Linked DNA regions of Dromaius novaehollandiae: region 2 is linked to region 1. A link is a contact called in public Hi-C data. All regions are on one chromosome and are shown on one strand. Each heading gives the region's core, a stretch centred on a gene start, on an enhancer-like site or on the middle of the called end of the contact. The rest is flanking DNA. Distances are from core to core; before and after follow the strand shown. Region 1 holds the start of HOXA10 (homeobox A10). Region 2 has its middle 110 kb from the start of NFE2L3.

Region 1 (4,801 bases), core at 668-3,167:
TATGCACGCCGTGGATTTTGATTCTCCCGAAACCACCTTATTACTGGTTTTGATATTTATCTGAATTTTATTTGCTCGATTTTATGGACCCTCGGATAGCTTTACTTACAGAATTAGAATTAAAAAGAAAATATTTCTCCTCCCCTGGCGTCCACAATATTCTTTAAAATTTCTTTTAAATAGGGGTTAAGCTCCAAGGGACACATTGCTAAGCGCTGGAAACGCAGTAGCTACACACAATGCATGCCAAATTAGCTCAGTTTAGTCAGAATTGACCATTATCTTTTATAGTTAAGAATCAAGCGAACATTATTAGTTTTACTTCACTGGGTTTGATGATGCTGGTTACTATTTGCCTTGGCCTTGTTAGCGATTAAAGAAAGCAGGGATAATACACCGCCGAGCTGAGTTCATGATCTAGACGGAGTGCCTTGACCATCAAAACAGCACTGCTCATTATGAAAATCTCAACAAAAAAGGGCACAGATCGTTTTTTTCCGATGGCAGCTTCTGCAGGACCCGGGCACTCTCCTTTTGGTCAAAGTAACCGAGGGCTAAAACCGAGCGCCTGCGTGGCGAATCTTTTGCCACAGAACCTATAGGGGGGGCAGGAGAAAAGTTAAGTAAAAAACTAGTTTTCTTCTTCCAAATAGTCTCTGGCCCCTGTGTCTTTTGTCTGATTTCTCTGCATCAGCTTTCAAAGAGGAAGGAGAAGCCAACTCGTGTTCGTTCCGATACGTTTTGAGTCATTTTATTTAGGCTGACGAGGATTGTAACGTAATTTTATAGGCCGTTTCCCCCTTTAATCCAATTTTTAAAAGCGAGCTGCTTATTTTAAAAACAGCTTTGGAAGGATTTCAAGTGTTACTCCTCGATTCCGCATGGGTTTTAGGTTTGCAATCCATTTCTATTTAATTTGGCAAATGCAAAATAAACATACCGCAAGAGCGGACTTCCCCGGAGTAATTTTTATACCTGGCCTGTGTAGAGAAATGTATTTGGAACGTGGAGTTCGGACTCACATTTCATTTTATTTAGATCTGTATTTATAACGCTAAGCCTATTGATAATAGCCTTCCTGTATACTAGCCAATAAAATGGTTCCTTATATGGTATTAATTTTGTTAGCAGTGATATGGCCCTCATAGGAATCTGATAAGGTTTGTCCATCACACATTAACACATTGTGGGGTAAGTTGGGTTGGGGAAATACAAATAACATTACAGAAGGAAATGCGGGAAAAAAATCGAAGGGTTTCTATAGGCTGTTGGATCCACTCCTATCACCGCATCCGACAGGCAAGACCCGCTTAGCACTCATAAGTAAGCTGTGCTATAACGCACATTTGCTAACACTGGAAAAATAAGACGCCTTTCCATAAAGGTTTTATGGGTATTGCCAAGTTGTTACAACCTCTCCCTGCTCCAGCGTTTCCATCTGACAAGGACGGAGCCTCGGGAGGCCCCACCAGCTTAACTCGCCTGCGGAAACTAACATTCGCGTCCCGCTGTCTTCAGCACGTTTCAGAACAACTTGTCCAGGGGAATGTCAAAATGTGGGAAGAAAAAAAAAACAGAAGAGGAAGAATTTCCTCGTCGGAGGCAAACCCTGAAATGGGAAACCACGTGAGGCTTGACAGATCGATAGGCTGCAGGGGAAGCGGCCCGGGCGCCGCCGGGGCCAGCAGCGGGAGCAGCGCTGCGGGGCCGTGCGAACGCCAAGGGGCGCGGAGGGGCGCGGAGCGGCGCGGGCCGCGCTGCCCCCCGCCGCCGCCGCCGCCGCCGCCGCCGCGCTGGCCGCGCTCCGGGGCGGCAGCAGCCTCCGGGCAGTCGCCCGCCGCGGGGAGCAGCCCAGCCCGGCCCCGGCAGGCCTCGGCTGCCAGAGGCCCCCCCCGCCCCCGGCTCCGACCTCCTCCTCCGCCTCCGGCCCCCCCTCGTGGAAGCGGAGCCCGGCGGGCCGCGGTCTCGCGGGCGGAGGGGCTGGAGCAGGGGAGCCGGCCCTGCTCGGCGGCAGGGATGGGGAGCAGACGCTGGGAAAGCCCTGAGCGGCCCCAGACTTTGTTTCGACTAAAGCACCCTTAATCCTCCGGGCCAGGCAGTTAGGCGACTTCGGAATAGCATAAGCGAGGGATGATGGAAGTGAAAGCAAGAATCATTTAGCGAGTCATTAGAAAATCTATCTGTCTCTCTGTCTGCGTGCCTGTCTGTCTGCTATCTGTCTGCTACCTCCGCCACAATTGCATATTGACTGGACAGAGCTGTCTAATATCTCTGGATTCATCTACTTACTCTTTCCATTATTTAGTACTTTGCTTGTGAACGAGACGGTGCTTTTGAAGAGACGAGAAGCGAATGATGATCCAAATCGGGAGGGGGGAAATAAAAATGATCGCCCAAATACAAACACATCATTAAACAGGGTGTGTAGCATCCTGTGAGAATCCATTTGGACTGCTCACGTCTGGATTCTTTCTGTGGCATATGTCTGGCTTTATATTTTAAGTGGCGATGAGACCTGGGGAAGAGTCCAGCGTTAACTAAAGCACTGGAAGTTGCAACCACACAATCAATCCTCCTAGAGTGGCATCGGTCCCTAATAGATTCTTCAGCGCAGCAGCGAACATTTTATTTCTAGTAAATTTAACTCTAGCCTGGGGTTTTGGTGGCGATGTTAGGCTGGAAACTGCCCATTCATCAGTAGTTTAACGCTAGCGACACGAGGCCCGTTTACAGTTTCCAATGATCCGTGATAAACAATAACATGTCTTTTATTTCTTAAAAACGAGACGATCCAATAAAGGGCGCCGAGCCTAAGCATACAAAGCAGGGCGAGCCGTGGCTTTATTAATTTCGTGGCAAACACAGGCTGTGCAGCGAGGTGAGCACGCATTACTTCCTGAACGCCCGGCTGCGGGGAGAGGAGTGATAATAAAAGCTTCATCTGTGTACCGCTTCATCCTAGGTATAATAAACATCGCGACCGCTGGGCTATTTTATAGTGGTGCGCGCGATAACGGGGAACGTGAAACTCGGAGCGAGTGCCGCCGAAGCGCACCCCGTCCGCACGCCGGAGCGCAGCGCTCCGCACAGGCGCAGGCACACGCACGTGCGCCCAGTGCGCGCGCGTGTGTGTACAGAAATCCATATCGCACATTTATATACATATATATCCCAAATTCAGAGGTCGACCTGAGAGCAGCTCCGTGCATACGAAACCAGACTGGGAGGGGTTGCTGGGGAGGCCCGGGTTGCCATTGGCTGCAAGCGTTTGCCGTGGTGCGGGGGTATCTCTAATCATATTCAGCATGTTTTGCACAAGAAATGTCAGCCAGAAAGGGCTATCTGCTCCCTTCGCCAAATTATTCCACAACAATGTCATGCTCAGAGAGCCCGGCTGCAAACTCTTTTTTGGTAGACTCCCTGATCAGCTCGGGCAGAGGGGAAGCGGCGGGAGCAGGAGGCGGAGGCGGAGGCGGAGGCGGCTACTATCCCAACAGTGGGATCTACCTGCCACAAGCGTCCGATCTGTCCTACGGGCTGCAAAGCTGCGGACTTTTCCCCGTTCTGGGCAAACGCAATGAAGGTACTTCTCCAAGCATGGTCCCCACCTCGCACCCCTACGTGTCCGGCATGGAAGTGTGGCTAGACCCGCCGCGGTCCTGCCGCATGGACGAGCCGGAGCAGCAGCAGGCCACCTCGTGCTCCTTCGCGCAGAGCATCAAGGAGGAGAGCTCCTACTGCCTCTATGACTCTGACAAATGCCCCAAGGGCTCGGCCGCCGCCGAGCCCGCGCCCTTCCCGCGCCTGAGCGCCGAGGCGGCCGCCGCCGGCGCGGGCGGCGGGGTGCCGGTGCCGGGCTATTTCCGCCTGTCGCAGGCGTACGGCGCGGCGCGGAGCTGCGGCGCGGGGCCCCCCGCCGCCGCCGCTGCCGCCCCCCCCTTCGCGCCGCGGCCGCCGGGCCGCTTCGAGGCGCCGCCGCCTCTGCCCTCGGTGCCGGGCGCCGCGCGGAGCGAGGACGAGGAGCGCTCCCCCAGCCCCCTGGCCTGCGTCTCCCAGAGGGAGGAAGAGACCCAGGCTTCGTCCTCGACGGCAGAGGAGCTCTCGCCAGCTCCGTCGGAGAGCAGCAAAGCCTCTCCCGAGAAAGAGCCCGTAGGTAAGCAAACTATGGTGGTGATGGTGGTGGTGATGGTGGTGGTGGTGGTGACGATAGGAACGAAACAGAAAAAACAAAAACAGAGAGAGAAAAGCAGTTGAGGATCATAGTGGCATCACAGTGCGAAAGGAGGATCCCAGCAGCCCTGCAGGACTGCCAAGAGGCGCTGCTCAGACTGACCTTCTGAACTTTGTAGTATTCGCGCATAGGGTTGCAGTAAAAATTAATGTCCATCCTATAGTTAAAAACCCTTAGAGCCTTCGCTCTGGGCAACTTTAGCCTGCATGCAGCTTAAACGTATAGGAAAAGAAGATCAATCTTTCCCCAGTGACGTGAAGGTGCCTACCAGATAACAGAGATGCTTGTAAAGCATCCAAAATAAGCAATAGGCAGTGCCAACAAATAAACCTATTAACGCGGTAAGTTATATTTTACGATCCAGAATGCTTTTCGAAATAACAGCCGCGCTGAAACGTGCCATCTATGAACTGCTATCAAATTAGACTGATGAATGTACCAGGCAAATCCTTCAGCGTCTGCACTAGGTAACAGGGTTGTTATTTATTAATTTGCCTATTTTTTTCGCTTCCTGAACCTCATGGCAAAAAATTACCTCCCCTTCCCTGGGCTGCAGACTTTTCAGGCACT
Region 2 (5,182 bases), core at 997-3,496, 670 kb after region 1:
GGTTTCGGGATTCTGACACTTCCCCAGATCAAAGGGCCCCCCTTAAAAAACGCCGTGCGGTGCCGCGTGTGTGCGCGCAGGGAAACGCCGCGCAGGGGGGGAGGAGAGCGCGCAGGGAGCCCGGCGGCGCCGCCGCCGCCCCGGCGCGCGGCTCCCCCCGGGCGGGCGAGCGGGCGGCGGCTCCCGGCGGCCCCACGTCCGCCCGGGCAGGCTCCCCCCAGGCAGAGCCGCGCTGCCCCCTCGGGACCCCGGGCTGCCTCTCCGCTGTCCGGTGCGGGACAGCTCGGACGCGCAGGACGTTTCCCTGCTCCGCAGCGCCGGGCTCCGCGCGTGGTTTGGTCCCTCCGCGCTGCGGCTGCCTCGATAGTTTTAAAGCACCACGTCTAATGGCACGGCATTACTTTTACTACCAGATATCGACTCCCGAAAAGTAGATTTAAATTACGTGCTGCAGAAGGGATACTATAAACCGGCAGAAAACAGAATCCCTCCTCAAACACATTTATGGGCTGAGGCTGCAAAGATCACAGGCTTCAGGTTTTGCCTTCGGTTGAAAGGTTGTCCCAGCACGGGAAGTCATTTGATAAACCTTAAGCTGTACTTCATAATCTTTACTGCTTTATGGCGCTTTCCAAATCTCTAACACACTGTAACCTTTTCAAGACAGATTGCCAGACAACATTTCGGTGTTAGGTTTACTTAATGCAGTTCTTGTGAGGAAGCGAATTTTCACGGTGCCCACATTACTGCCGGGAACTCCCCCCCCTCGCCTCAGCCCCGCGGAGCCGTCGCCTGCAAAGATTTATGAAACCTGTTGATTTATAACATCGTATGCCGGAATTTTGATCTGTCAGCTTAGAGCCCGCACGGTGTCTGAGGCTGCCACCGCGTGAAGGGCGCTTTCCGTACGTGTTCCCCTGATTAGTGCTTCCACGGAGAGGAGGGAATTTATGATTTATGGCCATGTTCAGCCATTTAGGAAGCGAAATTAACCCCAGAACGCCTCCGTCCCTTTTGAAGTTCACGGGTTGTTTTCCTTACTGTACAGCGCGAGGATCAAAGGCTCGAAACGCCCTCTTGTGTTTATTTTATTTGCAAAGAAGAGGAGAAAAGGATCTCTCGGGCAATTAAAGGATCAGCTCGCCGCGGCCGCGGAAACCCAACACCGGGCGGGAGCCGAGCCCGGCGCTGCGGCGCGGGACGGCCGCCTCCGCGGGTCCCGCCGTGACGCAACGGCCCCTCCCTCGTGACGTCACCCCAGCCCCTCTCCGGGGCTGCTCCCTGCCTCGGCTTCTGCCGACGAAACAGCGGCGCTGAAGGAGCCCGGGGTTGGAGGGGCCGGGGGCTGGTTTTGTTAAACGCCGAACAAAAGCCCCGTCGGGGCAGCGCGGAGAGCGAAGTGACTCGCCAAGAAACCGCGCTCTAGCGGCGCCGCAACCCCGCGCTCCGCCCGCACTGGCGCCATGGGGCCGCCGCTCCTGCCGGCGCGCCCTGCTCCCCGCCGCGGCTCCCGCCGCCCCTTGCGCTGCCCCCGCCCGCGCGTCCGTCACCGCCGCGCAGCTGCGTCACCCCGCCGCCCGCCCGCTGATTGGTGGCCCGGCGCCGGTGACGTCGGAAGCCGGGAGGATGACGGACGGCGCGCGGCGCTGACGCAGCGGGACCGGGCGGGGAGCGGCGCGGGGCTCGGGCCCCGGGAGGGCAGCGGGGGAGCCGCGCCGGGCGGTGAATTAGGAGCCCCCGAACGCGCCCGGTGCCGTCTGTGCAACGCGAGAGCGGCGGCGGGGTGCTTGGGCCCCGGTCGCTTCTCTGCGGACTTTGCTGGTGTCTAGCCGACGCCCCGCACGGCGGCCCGCGAGCGGCGGAGCGGCACCGGCGCGTTTCGCCCGCGGAGGAGCTGCACTCAGCCCGCGCAAGCCGAGGGGAAACACGCGGGGCTGTGCGGCACCGGGGCAGCGCAGTTTCCTCCTGCCTCCGAAAACCTCTTTGCACATGTAACTAACGAGCGTGTAAACACACACACACCCCGCTCTATTTCATAGGCGGGTTATCCCGATTTTGCATAAATTTTGCAGGCGCACGCACAACGTACAGGCCTGAAAAATGCAGATTATACGGGACTGTTACGCGTGTGAATATAGGACGCACACGCTGCGGAGGTGGTCGGAAGACATTTAGGAGTCAGAGCCACGTTACGCCTCTACCACCGTTCCGCGCCCGCCGGGCCGCGCTACCCCCCGCCGCGGCGCGCCCGGCATGCAAATCTCCCCTGATTGACACTCCCGGAGGCAGCCAATGGCGCCGCACCTCGCCACTCATTGGCAGGCGAGCATTCTGACGTCAGAGGCGGTGCGCGGCGCCAACGCTGGCCAATCCCCGCCGCGTATACAAATAGAGGCGGGGCGGCTGCCGGAGGCGGGGGCGCGGGGGGGCTCGGGCTGGCGCTCGCCGCCCCGTGGCGGGCGCGGGGCTCTGCAGCGGGCAGGGCTGGCGGCGGCGGCGGCGGCGGCGGCGGCGGCGCCGCGCCTCGTTTTTGCGCTCCGAGTTGCCCCGCGCTGCTGGACAAGTTAAAAATGCAGCGGCCACGCCGGCAGCGGGCTTCCCTCGCTGCACCCCGCGGGCAGCCGCTTGCACCTCTTGCAATTCCACCCTTTTTTCTTTTTTTTACATGTTTTCATTTTTTGCAAGGTCGCGTTGGGACCGCCGGGGCGCTGCGAGGATCGGGCTCGAAGCCGCCGAGGGCTGCGCCCGCCCGGTTGCCGGGGGTCGGCGCCGGGGAATAAAAGCGCGAGCAAAGCCCCGCAGAGCTTCGTGCCCTCCTCCCCCCGCGCCAAGGTGCGCTTCTGCCCCGAATTTTGTATGATTCCGCCTCATTTTTGTATAAATGTATCTGTCGAGGGAAGCGGCAATTAATTAACGTTTATTTTAAAAAAAGCAAAACAGGTTCCGCTGTGACCCCCTCCCCGAAAAGGGGCAAAAGCGACGTGCCGCGGGCGCTTAGCTCGGGACGAACCGAGCCCGGGCACGCGGGCAGCGCGGGCGCGCTGGGGGTCCCGGTGCGGCGGCAGCTCCGCGCCCCGCGCTGCCCCGGCGCCGCGGACGCGCGCACACGCTGTCTCCCCTTGCCTTTAACCCAGCCTCGGGGACGTCGCCGCGGGGAGGTCGGGGAGCCCCGGGCACGTCCCAGCCTGCGCTCCCTGTGGGTCCTGCCCCTGCTTTCATCTCGCTTTCACAGTATTCGCATTTGTTCTTTTTAAAAATTTTCCTCCTGGAAGATTGCAGCCCCTTCTGCCATTTGTTTAAGTTCGTTTTAGCCGAGGAGGCACCTGGAGGCGACTGTAGCTAGCGATTTGAACAACTTTTAACCGGCCGAAGAGACGCTGCGCGGCTGCCCGGCGCCCTCCTACTCCGCAAATGCGCGGCGGCAATACGCGTGCGCGCGTGTGCGCGACTTGCGAGTGTCTGTGTCTGCGTGCGTGGAAAAAACGCTGGTATTCAGTGCTCAGCATTGGGAAGTAATCCCACAAAAGAATAAACGTGATGTTCGTGTGTATCGGATAAAAGATTTTTCTTTTTTTCCCCAGTATTTTGTTTTTTCTCACTCGGAAAGAACAATAAACCGATGCTATTTATGGGACCATCCACAGCAGTTTATCCCACAGTGATCCGGCACATGAAAAACGCGTTTCCCTGCAGCAAAGAAGGGCGAAAAGCCACCTTTGCAGCAACAGGCAGAGCGATTCAGCGTTTGCACGGCGCGGCTGGACGCGGGGGCTGTGGCTCCGCGGGAGAGGTCAGCGGGGGGACAAGGAGGCTGCAGGGTTTGGGAAAGCAGCGATTTCTGAGAACCCGTGTGGAGTCCCCCCCCCCCCCCCCTTTAAATCCTAAACAGACACTCCAAGAAGGAAACAATTCTGATTTGTTTTCACTGGGGGTTGTAAAGCAAGACCCAAACAAAGTTAGAAATATAAACCAACGGAAAGAGCTCCCAGCTGTTTAGCTGCTGCTTCTAAACAAGCCCCATCTCCTTTTCTCTCTCTGCCCTCCCCGGTCTCCCTGGCTCGTGGTTTCTTTCTAAATAAGGAAGGCTCCCTAGAGCACAGCCCGCCGGACCCCGCTCCCTCGAGAAGCGGCTGCATAGTTTGGCGAGAGGCGACGGGGCCTTGCAGCGGGGGGCGATCGGGGACGGAGGTGGCTCTGCAGCCGAGGGGAGATACCTGCCATGGCAACGAGGAGAAACAAACCCCACGCTCCGGCGCACAAGCCTGATTACCCAAGGGGCTCGCAAAGTATCCCCTCTCCCATCCCTGAATAATAGGAAATAATTGACCCTGTGCAAAATGGGTCTCTTTCTTCCTCCCCCCTCATTTTCCTGGTGTGTCGGTCATTCCCAGGGACTGTGGAGGGAATCAGGCAGGCCTGCTGTGAGCCCCATGCGGTCCCCGATGGGCTCCTGGGGGTCCCCACCAGCCCCCGGTCCCGGCGTCCCCTTTCATTTGCCTCTCACTAATCCTGTGCCTCCAACCTCTCCCAGCCCCCTCCAGCAGCCCACCTCATTTCTGGCCTGTTCTTGAACCACCATTTCTTTTTTCGCCAGGCTGCCTTCCTCCACCCTGATGATTTTGAGTATTGAGTCTGTGGTTTTTCTTGTCTGCCTGTTTTATTTTCATCCAAAGTCCGAGAACGGTGATTTTTAACTGCTTTTGCCTTGTAGTTTGTTTATTTCTACAGTGCAGGCTGTCTGTCTGCAAGGGTGAAGCCCTGAAATCCTCCCCCGCTCCCGGCTTTCCCTTTTCCGTGGAGCTAAGCGACCTCACAAGCACACTGTCCCCGAAAGCAGCCCGACCCGGGCCAGGGCGCCGGAGCAGCACAAAGTACCACTCGGGTACTCCCACACTCCCGCAGTGTCACAGCTGCACATTCGAGGAGGGAAAATGGTTCCCTGAGGGGTGTTAAACATAAAAAAAAAAGCCCAAGCGCCCAAAGAAAGAAATGAAAAAAGGAAAAAGAAGAAGGAAAATAGAAAAAAGAAAGAAAAAATAACATGAAAAAATAAAAAGAAAAAAGAGAAAAGGAGAAAAGGAAAAAAGAAAACAGGAAATAGAAAGGAAGAAGAAGAAGAAAGAAAAAGTTTTAAAAAGCACATCTTGGATTTGAGGGGCAGCTGTAAGCCAAACAGTTCACT

The links. Hi-C and Micro-C count contacts between places; a contact is called where the count stands out from the background.
Region 2: a Hi-C map of brain shows a contact between it and region 1, with 13 times the contacts expected there. The contact joins the enhancer-like site here to the promoter of HOXA10 in region 1. A contact is called at or near these places in 2 of 4 Hi-C or Micro-C datasets (brain and ovary).

Annotation. Positions count from the first base shown.
Region 1 is chr2:37,914,718-37,919,518 of bDroNov1.hap1, forward strand. It overlaps HOXA10 (homeobox A10), which reads left to right and starts at 1,918. Exons shown (of 2, transcript XM_026103729.2): 1 at 1,918-4,153. The coding sequence starts at 3,322.
Region 2 is chr2:38,584,860-38,590,041 of bDroNov1.hap1, forward strand. No RefSeq gene overlaps it. Among named protein-coding and RNA genes, the nearest start is that of NFE2L3, 110 kb to the left of the region's middle. Within about 2 kb of position 2,247, at least 2 of the 2 cell types and tissues checked have open chromatin away from gene starts, as enhancers often do.